Regions from separate parts of the Lactuca sativa genome. Here region 2 is linked to region 1. A link is a contact called in public Hi-C data. All regions are on one chromosome and are shown on one strand. Each heading gives the region's core, a stretch centred on a gene start, on an enhancer-like site or on the middle of the called end of the contact. The rest is flanking DNA. Distances are from core to core; before and after follow the strand shown.

Region 1 (5,047 bases), core at 750-3,249:
GAAGAATCAACCCAATTCAAGTTGATACGAGAGAGTTATGAGTGATTAAAGTTGAAAAGAAAAATATGCACAAATTCTGGTTCAATTTCAATGAATTCCTTAACCCGAAGCACCGAGTATCCAAAGTCTCGGGAACCGTTTTGCTTGATTCGCAGGAACCGACGCCGACCCACATGTATGTATACCGTACCGGTAGAGTTTCGGTACCAGCAACATGATTTTTGCTCATTCCTAGTTTAGGGTTCCAGATCTCAGGTATGCTCTAAGTTTCTTCGTAGAGTCGTCCTCGTATTGTATCCCCAATATATATCGGTTACCCATTTTACAAAACACTATTATTATCTTTGATTTCATTCAATTTTTCAGGATTTTGAAATTATACTCACCTGAATCAGGTTAAGTATCAATATATTCTTGATCTCGGCGTTGTTTTAATTAATTCCTTGTTGCTTTGGTATTAATTGCTCTATAAAACGAGTAAGGTATAGAAACCATAGGGACCAAACGTATGGTTATTTTGATTGTCGTATCATATCACTTTTTGCAAACTAAAAATTCCAATCTTAAAATGTTGTCTTAGTTCTTTGATTTTTGACAGAAGCTAGAAAGTTGGGATTTTTGGGCTGGAAACCTTGGGTACGCCACAAGAATTGAGGCCATGACGCCATTAAAAAAACTTGAATATACTTGTAACAAAATCACCCCAACTCCTTTTCAATCTGATTAATACTGTATATTATATATGTTTCAGTTCATCTTTTTTTATTAAGAAATAATAAAAGATGATAAAACACCTATTACATAACTATCGATAGCAAGTACTAAGTGCATATGTTATAATATAGTAATACATTTTGTTTCATATAATAATAACAAAAAACTACAGTGAAAACAAAAGCATTACAAAATAACACCCTCATCTTTCCAATGTTTCCAACGGATCATAAAGCTGACTCTTTATCATCAAGAGCCCAAATAAAACTCTTGATATCATCATACAAGACTTGTGCCTTTTGGGGATCAAAGAACTCTACACCATGAAACCCTTCATCAAATTTCTTTATCACGTGCACCCCACGTGCCTCCAACATATTAGCAAACTCCTTTTGTCTATCAACTAGTGGGTCCCCACTATAACCTTTGACTAGGCATTTTGGTAGACGTACAATCTTTTCATTTCGATATCCATTTTGATCATGTGATAGATTACAATATTGATGATCTCTCTCGCTTCCTTTTGGGAGTGAGAGACACCACATGAGGTCATTCACCACCAAAGGGACAATAGGGTCATTTACTAGTCGAAGTTCTGATTCGGTACGATCGACCCCACCAAAAAAGGGTTCGTTCATTATGAGCCCTATGATCTTTATCGGATCGAGATCAAGATCAAGTGCACGTAAACCCGCATTGTACACTATGTTTCCTCCTGCACTACTTCCCATCAAGTAAACTTTAGAAAAGTCAGCGTGGTTTGTCAACCATTCATCAGAACTGTTGATTCTTAAAGCCTGGTCACGAACCCACAACACCGCGTCCACGGCATCGTCATATGCCGCCGGGAGACGGTGTTCTGGGGCGAGACGGTACTCAACGGAGATCACGATCGCCTGAGAGTGAGCGGACATGGCAGCACATGAATTGTGGAAGGGCAAAGAGGTGGCGCTAAAGAGGATAAAGCCGCCACCGTGGAAGTAGATAATGATTGGGAGGTTCTTGGTGGTGTTTGTTGGTGGTGACACGGGGCGGAAGAGGCGGATGAAGGTGGCGTTGGTGGTGTTTAGTGGTATGTCTTTGGAGAGAGCGAGTTGGTTATCGGATGTGAGTTCGGGTGTTGCGGGTAAGGTTGGAACCGGGGCAAGTCTGGTTAATGACCCATCCGGGTTTAGTTTGAGTTTAAGGTGCTCGTAAGGATCAGAAATGGATTTTGGATCAGCCATTGTTTGTGGATAAAAGAAAGATATGTTGTCAATATATATATACGCACTCCTAGTTAGTGTGAAAGTGTGTTTTTATTAACGAAGGTTGAGTAGTTGCCCATAAAATATTTAATGTACGATGTAGACAAGGCATCATGTTGCAATACTAGGCGAGTTGTGGCCACGATGGTTTGAAATGATTAAATGAATACCTTTTAGTACCAGTTAAAAAGGGTATTTACAAGCTTTACGTACAAAACGAATTTTTATTTTATTTTTGTACAAATTTATAACAATTAATATATTAAACATTATAAAAATAATATCAAAACATGATATTTTAATACACCGTAATTTTGAATAATCGATTTCAAAAGTTTTATGTATTTTTAGGGATGTTGATTTAGATTAAGGTTGTAAAAATCGTTAGTCGGTAGTCGGATGGTCGACTAAGGTTAAAGGACTAATCGGTCTAGGAGATGATTAATAGGCGTCTAGGCGGAGACCCTTAATTGTAATAGAATTTCTTTTTAAAAATTAAATATTACATATATCCTAACAAAATAAGTAAATAACCATGAAACTTTGACAAATCCAGTCGTCTAAATATTTAAATTATCGTAATATAATAATTTTTAAATTAATTGGGGGATCTTTTTAGCATTTTTAGTCATCAATCATCATAATTTAGTCACAAAATATCATAAATTTGACTAATTGATTTTTTTTTGAAAATTTTGACTGTCTAACTTTTTTACTGGCTTAGATTGTCTAGACTGCCTAGAACCACCCATGACCCCATAGGGCCACCTAGAACTGCCTACAACCGTCCATGACCAACTCCGCCTAACTCGATCGATTAGCATTAATTGTAGACAGTAGGAGGCTGCCTAGCTTTTAGGCACCGTCTATGTCGATTTTTACAACACGTTTGGACTAATTGTTGCGATCCAGTCTGATCAACTGAATTTTGGTTTTCAAAATATAGATGCGAATAATACAAACTAAATTTAAATCTGATCTAATCCAACCACATTACTACTCGGCTGGATCAATTTTTGCAATTCGGTTTCCAAAAGAAACCAATACAAATTATTTATTTGTAAATTAGAATTTATAAACAACTATTAAGAAAGATATATTCAAATTTAATATTTCATAGATAATTGTCTTTTAGTGGAAGTATATTATTATATTGGATGAAATTGTCTAATCTATAAAATAAATAATTTAGTAAATGTATAAATGATTAAAAATATATCTTAAAATAAAATAATATAAGTAAATAACAAACATATTGTTATTTGATTTTTTGGATTGTTTGGTTTTTATTTTATAAACCAAAACTAATCCAAAATAATAAACCGGGTTTGCTTAAACAAATCTAAAAATCTAAATATTCGAATCGAATAGTCTGATCCAAATTGTTCAATTGAACAATTTAGGTTATTCGATTAATAAACAACTTATGTATTTTAATAAAGTTTAGGCAACTTTGAGCACATTTAATATATTTATCTTCAAACTAAAAAAATTAGTTTGAGTAAGAAAATTGAAAACAAAATAATTCAATCTATGATAAATAGGGCAAAGTTTTCGCATCCACTATAATACATAATATTGTTGGCACTTGGAAGAGATGACAGCCACCCACTAAAGATGTTATTAATCGTTGAAATTATTCAATAGAATAATTCAGTTTATTCGATTAATATACTACTTATGTATTTTAATTAAGTTTAGGCAACTTTGAGCACATTTAATATATTTATCTTCAAACTAAAAAAACAAGTTTGAGTAAGAAAATTGAAAACAAAATAATTCAATCTATGATAAATAGGGCAAAGTTTTCGCATCCACTATAATACATAATATGGTTGGCACTTGGCACTTGGAAGAGATGGTATTGGTAGCCACACACTAAAGATGTCATTAATTTCCTAACATGTATATGAATATGATTGACATTTTGGATAGGGTTGGGACCTCATATATTTACATGGTCATGTTGTTGGGCAATTTTTTCCAAGATCAATATACAAAGTTAAGGCTGTCTAATATTTTTTTTTTGAAAAATCCATTTCTAGATGCATGTGTTGTGTAAAGCATTTGTATGTTGCTTTCAAGTGATTTACACAAATATTCTCATCAATACATCGCAATAATATCCACATAAAACATATCTAAATTTTCACATGAAGTTCCTATAGACATTTTCAAGTACTCATAATAAGTGTCAGAAACTATCCGATATACGAGTTGACATATTGCAGACATACACTTCTGTAATGAAATGAAATACATTTTTCCTCTACCATCTCATAGTATTCTAAAATATGGATGTTGTCTTTTCATATCATGAACAATTCATAAGAATAGTTCTTTTCGCATATGGAATATTGATTTAAACTTCTCAGCACCACGTCGAGAATTGTTAGCCAAGTAATCTTCCATGAGACGATCATGTACAAGTGTTCCTTCACGATTTCTATTGACATAACTTCTTGTATATGTCAGCGCCTCTTGAACTTACAGCATCACCAAAGAGAAGGAACATAGCTTGAGCCATTGTTGATAAAAAGTTAATGGTACCCTCAAATTAATGCACCCGTGAATGAATCATCGTCTAAGCTCGATGACAAAAAAAAATCAAAACTAGATTATTCTGAATCCATTTCACAATTGTAGATTTTTTTATAAATTAGTTATCACAATACAATAAGTGACAAATCAAACGAGCAACAATCATAGATGTGAAATATAAAAACATTTAAAATGTAAAAAAAGTGAAAAATGAGAAAATTGAAAATTATCTATAATTTTTAAGGCATTAAAAAAATAGCCGTTGTCACCTCTGACTTTGTGGTACAACTACGCCCAATTGGTGTGTGAAATTCTCATAGTGTTAGCATCATAGTATGTGTGCTCACTTGTTGTCAGATATCAGCTACACCACCCCATCCGAATCCACTCCCTTCATTCTAAAAGAAGTGAAGTAAAAAGGGTGTTGTTTTGTATACCCCCTAATATGCCAAAGATTTTTGGTTCTATCAAAATTACTATGATTGAGCTCTTTGACGACTGATATGATGCTATTTTCGATGATGTTGTTGCTGCAGCTACCGCGG
Region 2 (5,047 bases), core at 1,812-4,311, 140 kb after region 1:
AAGTCTCATTTCAAATACTTAAATCATTGCTGAGAAGCCCAAAATATTGGTTTCTGACCAACTTAGTTTTAATCTTGGCGTTAAATTACCTAATCACGTTATCGTTTTATTGTTTTAATAAATGCATTGAGATTGAGAAGATAAATATTCTTTTTTTTTTCTTTATTATTAATATGAACTTTTCGTACGCTTTTTGATAAGACGAGAAACATGTGATATGTTAAGTCGATAAGTCAGTCTTCAGTACTAAATGATTATTCATAAATAAACAAAAATACTCCATTTATGTGTAGACAAACATTGTGGCACAGTTTTTATTGTTTTTACCATGGATCAGAATGCAGTATTTTACTACTCTAAACTAAAAAACAAACTAGTAAGAAAAGGCAAATGTCACATATGGGTCCCCATAAATTCCCAATGTACAAAAAAGTTTAAAATCTAATCAATTAAACGAGCATATCTTATTTAGAAAAGTAAAAAAGAAAAAAAAGTCACTCAGGTTATTCATTGGACATATATCAGTCCTTAAACTTTATGCCTGGGATTCCCTCAATTTCAACAACTAGTGTCATCATCATCATAACTCATAACTCTCCTAAAAGTTCAATTGCAATCAATTAAGTTTTTTTCTTTATCTTTATATGTTTGGTATTAAGTCTCTATTGTAAAGTGACAAAACTGATTAAATGATAACATCGCTAAAACGGCGTTTTCAATTCAGAAGTTGTTGAAATGAAAAGGCGATTTTCAAGGAAACATGAGTTTTGCAAGTGAAGCAACCTTATATACTCTTTTTTTTTTTCTTTTTCTTTTTTGGTCAATAATTAACAAAATAAAAAAATAAAAATGATTTCTGATGAGTTAACTCACCTAGGTTTTCTCCGGGACTTGAACGAAATATTTGTAGGCGGTGATGGAGAAAACTCGAACGGCAAATGAGGCGGCTCAGCCTCGCCTGACAACATTCCGACAATCTCTCTCATCGTCGGACGTTTTACCGGCGAACGCTGGAGACATAGTAAGGCGGTTGTGATACAGAGGAGTGCTTGTTCTTGATCTAGTGAATGAATATTAGGATCAACAAGATCTAGAAGCTTTCCATTGCGAGCAAGCTGTCTCGCCCATGAAATTAAATTAGCTCTTTCGAACTCAGACATGGGGGACGCGGTTACTTGCAGGGGTCTTCTACCGGAGACTAAAACCAAGAGTAAAACGCCGTAGCTGTACACGTCACTCTTCTCGGAGAGTTGACCACCGTCGCATTTCTCCGGGGCGATATAGCAAACAGTTCCTCTCATGCTTGGAGTGCTACTGATACCACCACTTTTAGGGATTTCACCACTCGGACATTCTTGGCTGTTTCTTCTCCGGTGACGGAATTCGCCGCTCAGCCCGTCCAACCACCAATCGATGCTTCCTTTACTACTGGTTTTACTCTTTTTCTTCTTTGGTACAAATTCTTCATCCCTTTGCCACCACATCTCGCCGGTGTTGCTTCCTCTTCTCTTCTTTTTCTTCTTGGATAATTCATCGCAGAATTCCTCTTTCCACCATTCTCTCGGCTTCCGATTCTTCTTATTATCTGTTTCTGATTTCTTTTTCTGCTTTTTCTGCGGTGCATTGTCGCTACTGGCTTCTAGCTCCGACGAGATTGGATCTGTAGTTGTGAGCCAATCCTTTTTGGGCCTTTCTTTCTTTATCTCGCTTCCAATCCATTCCATTACATAATCTTTCACTCTCCCTGAATCGCCGCCGCAACTCTCCTGTTTCCACCACCAATCCCTTCCTGAACCACCTCCAGCGCCACCGCTCTTCTTTCTCCCCAAAAATCTCCGGTTACTGCTATCAACACTAAGCTGATCCGACACACTTGCCCTTTCCAAATACTCAGAAGGTGACGCCTCCGCATCCACAATGGTAACACGGCAACTCTCCGGTGATACGGGATCCACATTCACTACAACCTCCCCTGTTACCACACTTTCAGTTTCCTCTGCTGCTGACCTGTTTTCTTCTCTGTAATCCCCAATATTCTCTCTCTTTTTCTCAACATCGGTGTTGTTATCATCGGCTGTTTCGTTTTCCTGATCCCCTTCTTCGCAGCATTCATAGAAAGTTTCAATAATCTCATTCTCATCTACACCTAAAACTCTCGCTAGACCGAAATCAGCAATTTTCGCATTAAAATTACAGTCTAGTAACACATTAGAAGGTTTGATATCACAATGAACAATCGGTGGATCGCATGAGAAGTGAAGAAAATCGACACCTTTAGCTACGTCTAGTAAAATCATAAACCTAATTTTCCAATCCATGAGCTCAGGACACTTACGATACAACAGCGCATCTTGTAAGCTACCGTTCTGCATATACTCATAAACAATCAACATTTTCCTCCGCCGCCGCCGGTTCTGATCGGAGGAGAATCCCAAAACCGATATAACGTGCCGTGAATGCGCACCAGACGCGCTGCTGATCCGTGTGGACAATGAAAGCTCGTTGTGAAACTCTCTCTCTCCTTGCAACGATCCGGAACCGTTCATAAGCTTCACCGCGATCTCCTTACCGGACGGAAGCACGCCTTTGTAAACCGAACCAAATCCACCTTGTCCGAGCCGGTTAGCTGCAGCGAATGAAGACGTAGCACGACGGAGAACATTATACGAAAACTGCTGCAACTGTTGCGGCTGCGGCTGCGGCGGGGGAGATTTCAGATCCGCAGGAACCGTACGTTTCCGTGAAAGTTTCCTATATGTAATTGCAAGAACTATGAAGATTGCAAACACTAGCACTCCAGCAAGCACTGAATGCAAAACAGTTAAACCATGGCGATGACTGTGGTTATAAGGTGGTGCCGGCGGTGGCAAAGCCGACGGAAAATCCGGTAACGTCGGTGGTAGTGTAGACATTTTCGTAATCAGACTGAGAAATCTCTTTCTCTTTCTCTCTAGAACAGAGCTTATCCGGTATATCGCCTCTTCACAGGTGGTGACTGGTGAGGTGAAGTAGTAAAGTTTTAGTTGAGTTAGAGGAGAAATTTTAAAGTGACAGATCAGTGAGGCTGACAGGTGAAGGATTAATAAGATTTAAGTAGAGATAAATACATGTAGGTATGTCGTTAGTTGACTAAATCTGTATCGTAGGCGAGTATCGTAGCCTGCATGCCAATTGCCTTTTACTTAAGGAAAAAATATTAATTTTCATATAATGTGATTTACATAATTTAAAAGAGTTATTCACTGAATCGGTATAATTTTAAAGAATCTTATAATAACGTATTTTTTAGTCAGAATTTGGAATACGCCAATATTATATTTATCCGATCTAAAGTTTAAAACATCATATATCTCTTCTAGATGTTTTTTAATATCATATATATCCAAATCTATGTTTTAAACAATTTTAATTGATTTATGATCTTTTTCACCATTTTAAATTCATTAAAACTAAAAAAACATTTGAAATTGACAGATTTGCCCTTGTTTCTAAATTCCAATTTAACATTCACGTGAACAATTATATCGCCTGCTTCATCGATTGTAATCCCTTGCGTCTTCATCAATCAACAATCACACAACGTCGATCAACAATCACACAACGTTGAACTTCGATGTTGCCTTCTCGCCTCTTCCCTGTTGCAATCGGTTACAGGTTAATTTTTAACGTTCTTTGTAAACTAAACATTCAGTTCATAATTATAACTTATGAATAGCTTGATAACTTTTGAGAATACGTGATAAACAAAAGGCAACCATATTTCTATTTTCTCGTTCTTTAATTTCGTTTTTGATGTTGTTTAATATGTTCACGTGAATGTGTTGAAACCCTGCTATCTTGATGTTTCAAACTACTGTATTTACAATGTTGAATTACAACTGACAGGGATTTAAATGCAAGTCTTTTCATGGTTTAAAAAACTATAATTAATGTGAATAATGTGTTGAAACTTATACTTGATTACAATTTTGAATTCTTTCCACCGTGTCCATTTTGTGTGATCATGGTGTTTGAAGCTATTGTATTTACAATCTTGAATTACAACTATTTCGAATGCTTGAAGTCTTGTTAGTGAGTGTCACACTCCAAACCAAAACGGCGAAAACGGTTGGGGCGGATGACTTCATGTACAGTATCATAACAATTGAATAATAGAGATCAAAGCATTACAACCATTACATTGATAAATAATATGCTTACATTGTACTCAAAATATTGTTTACATAATTTCGAATGCATATGAGAAAATATAAGTAACGTGATGTGACGACGTCTCATCCACCAAAAACTCTTGTGGTTACATGTTTACAAATGATTTTGAAAAGTGTCAACAATTAAGTTGGTGAGTTCATAAGCGTTTTTGTATGCGGAAGAATTTGTAACGGTTTCGTGTAAAAAGATGGTATATACTTCCAGAAAATCCAATATTTTCTATAAAAATTGAATTGTGGGCCTTTAATACGAGAGACTAAAAATGCAAGTAAAGTTGTAATGAAAATAGTATTAGTAAGTTTTAGCTTTATATAAAACTACTGGAATGTATGTTAACCTCGTTGTAAGTCTAACCCAAGACTAAATGTAAGTAATGATGTTTTGGAAAGTAGTATCAATAGGTTTTATCTTTACATGAAACTACTTGAATTTATGTTAATCTCGTTGTAAGTCTTAACCCAAGACTAAAATACAAGTAATGTGATGCTGGAAATAGTTTTAGTAAGATTTATCCTTTTGTGAATAACTATTTGAGTGTACGCTAGCCCATAAACCAAATGGTTCGTTAATACTCCATGTGAGTTATTATAACCATACTAATGCGACTAGTTGCTTGTACGACGTTCTTCAGGCGTCGGAACTGTTTACAACATTTGTCACCCCAAACCCGTCGGTCTAACTGTAGCTAACTATTTAGGTGTAGGGTTGTCAATCCCATATAGATCTATACACAAGTGTCACGCTCTCCCTCCAAGAGACTATGGTTATAATGCAGGTCTTTGTTGTGTATTCTGGTAGGTACGTTGAAGCCAAAAGTCTCACAAGTTTGTATCAA

What was found. Hi-C and Micro-C count contacts between places; a contact is called where the count stands out from the background.
Region 2: a Hi-C map of leaf shows a contact between it and region 1, with 6 times the contacts expected there. The contact joins the promoter of LOC111908201 here to the promoter of LOC111908203 in region 1. A contact is called at or near these places in 2 of 4 Hi-C or Micro-C datasets (both in leaf).

The regions. Positions count from the first base shown.
Region 1 is chr7:8,406,244-8,411,290 of Lsat_Salinas_v11, forward strand. LOC111908203 (probable carboxylesterase 8) reads right to left here and starts at 2,000. Exons shown (of 1, transcript XM_023904039.3): 1 at 798-2,000. The coding sequence starts at 1,940. The coding sequence ends at 942.
Region 2 is chr7:8,546,861-8,551,907 of Lsat_Salinas_v11, forward strand. LOC111908201 (receptor-like serine/threonine-protein kinase At2g45590) reads right to left here and starts at 3,062. Exons shown (of 1, transcript XM_023904037.3): 1 at 686-3,062. The coding sequence starts at 2,912. The coding sequence ends at 870.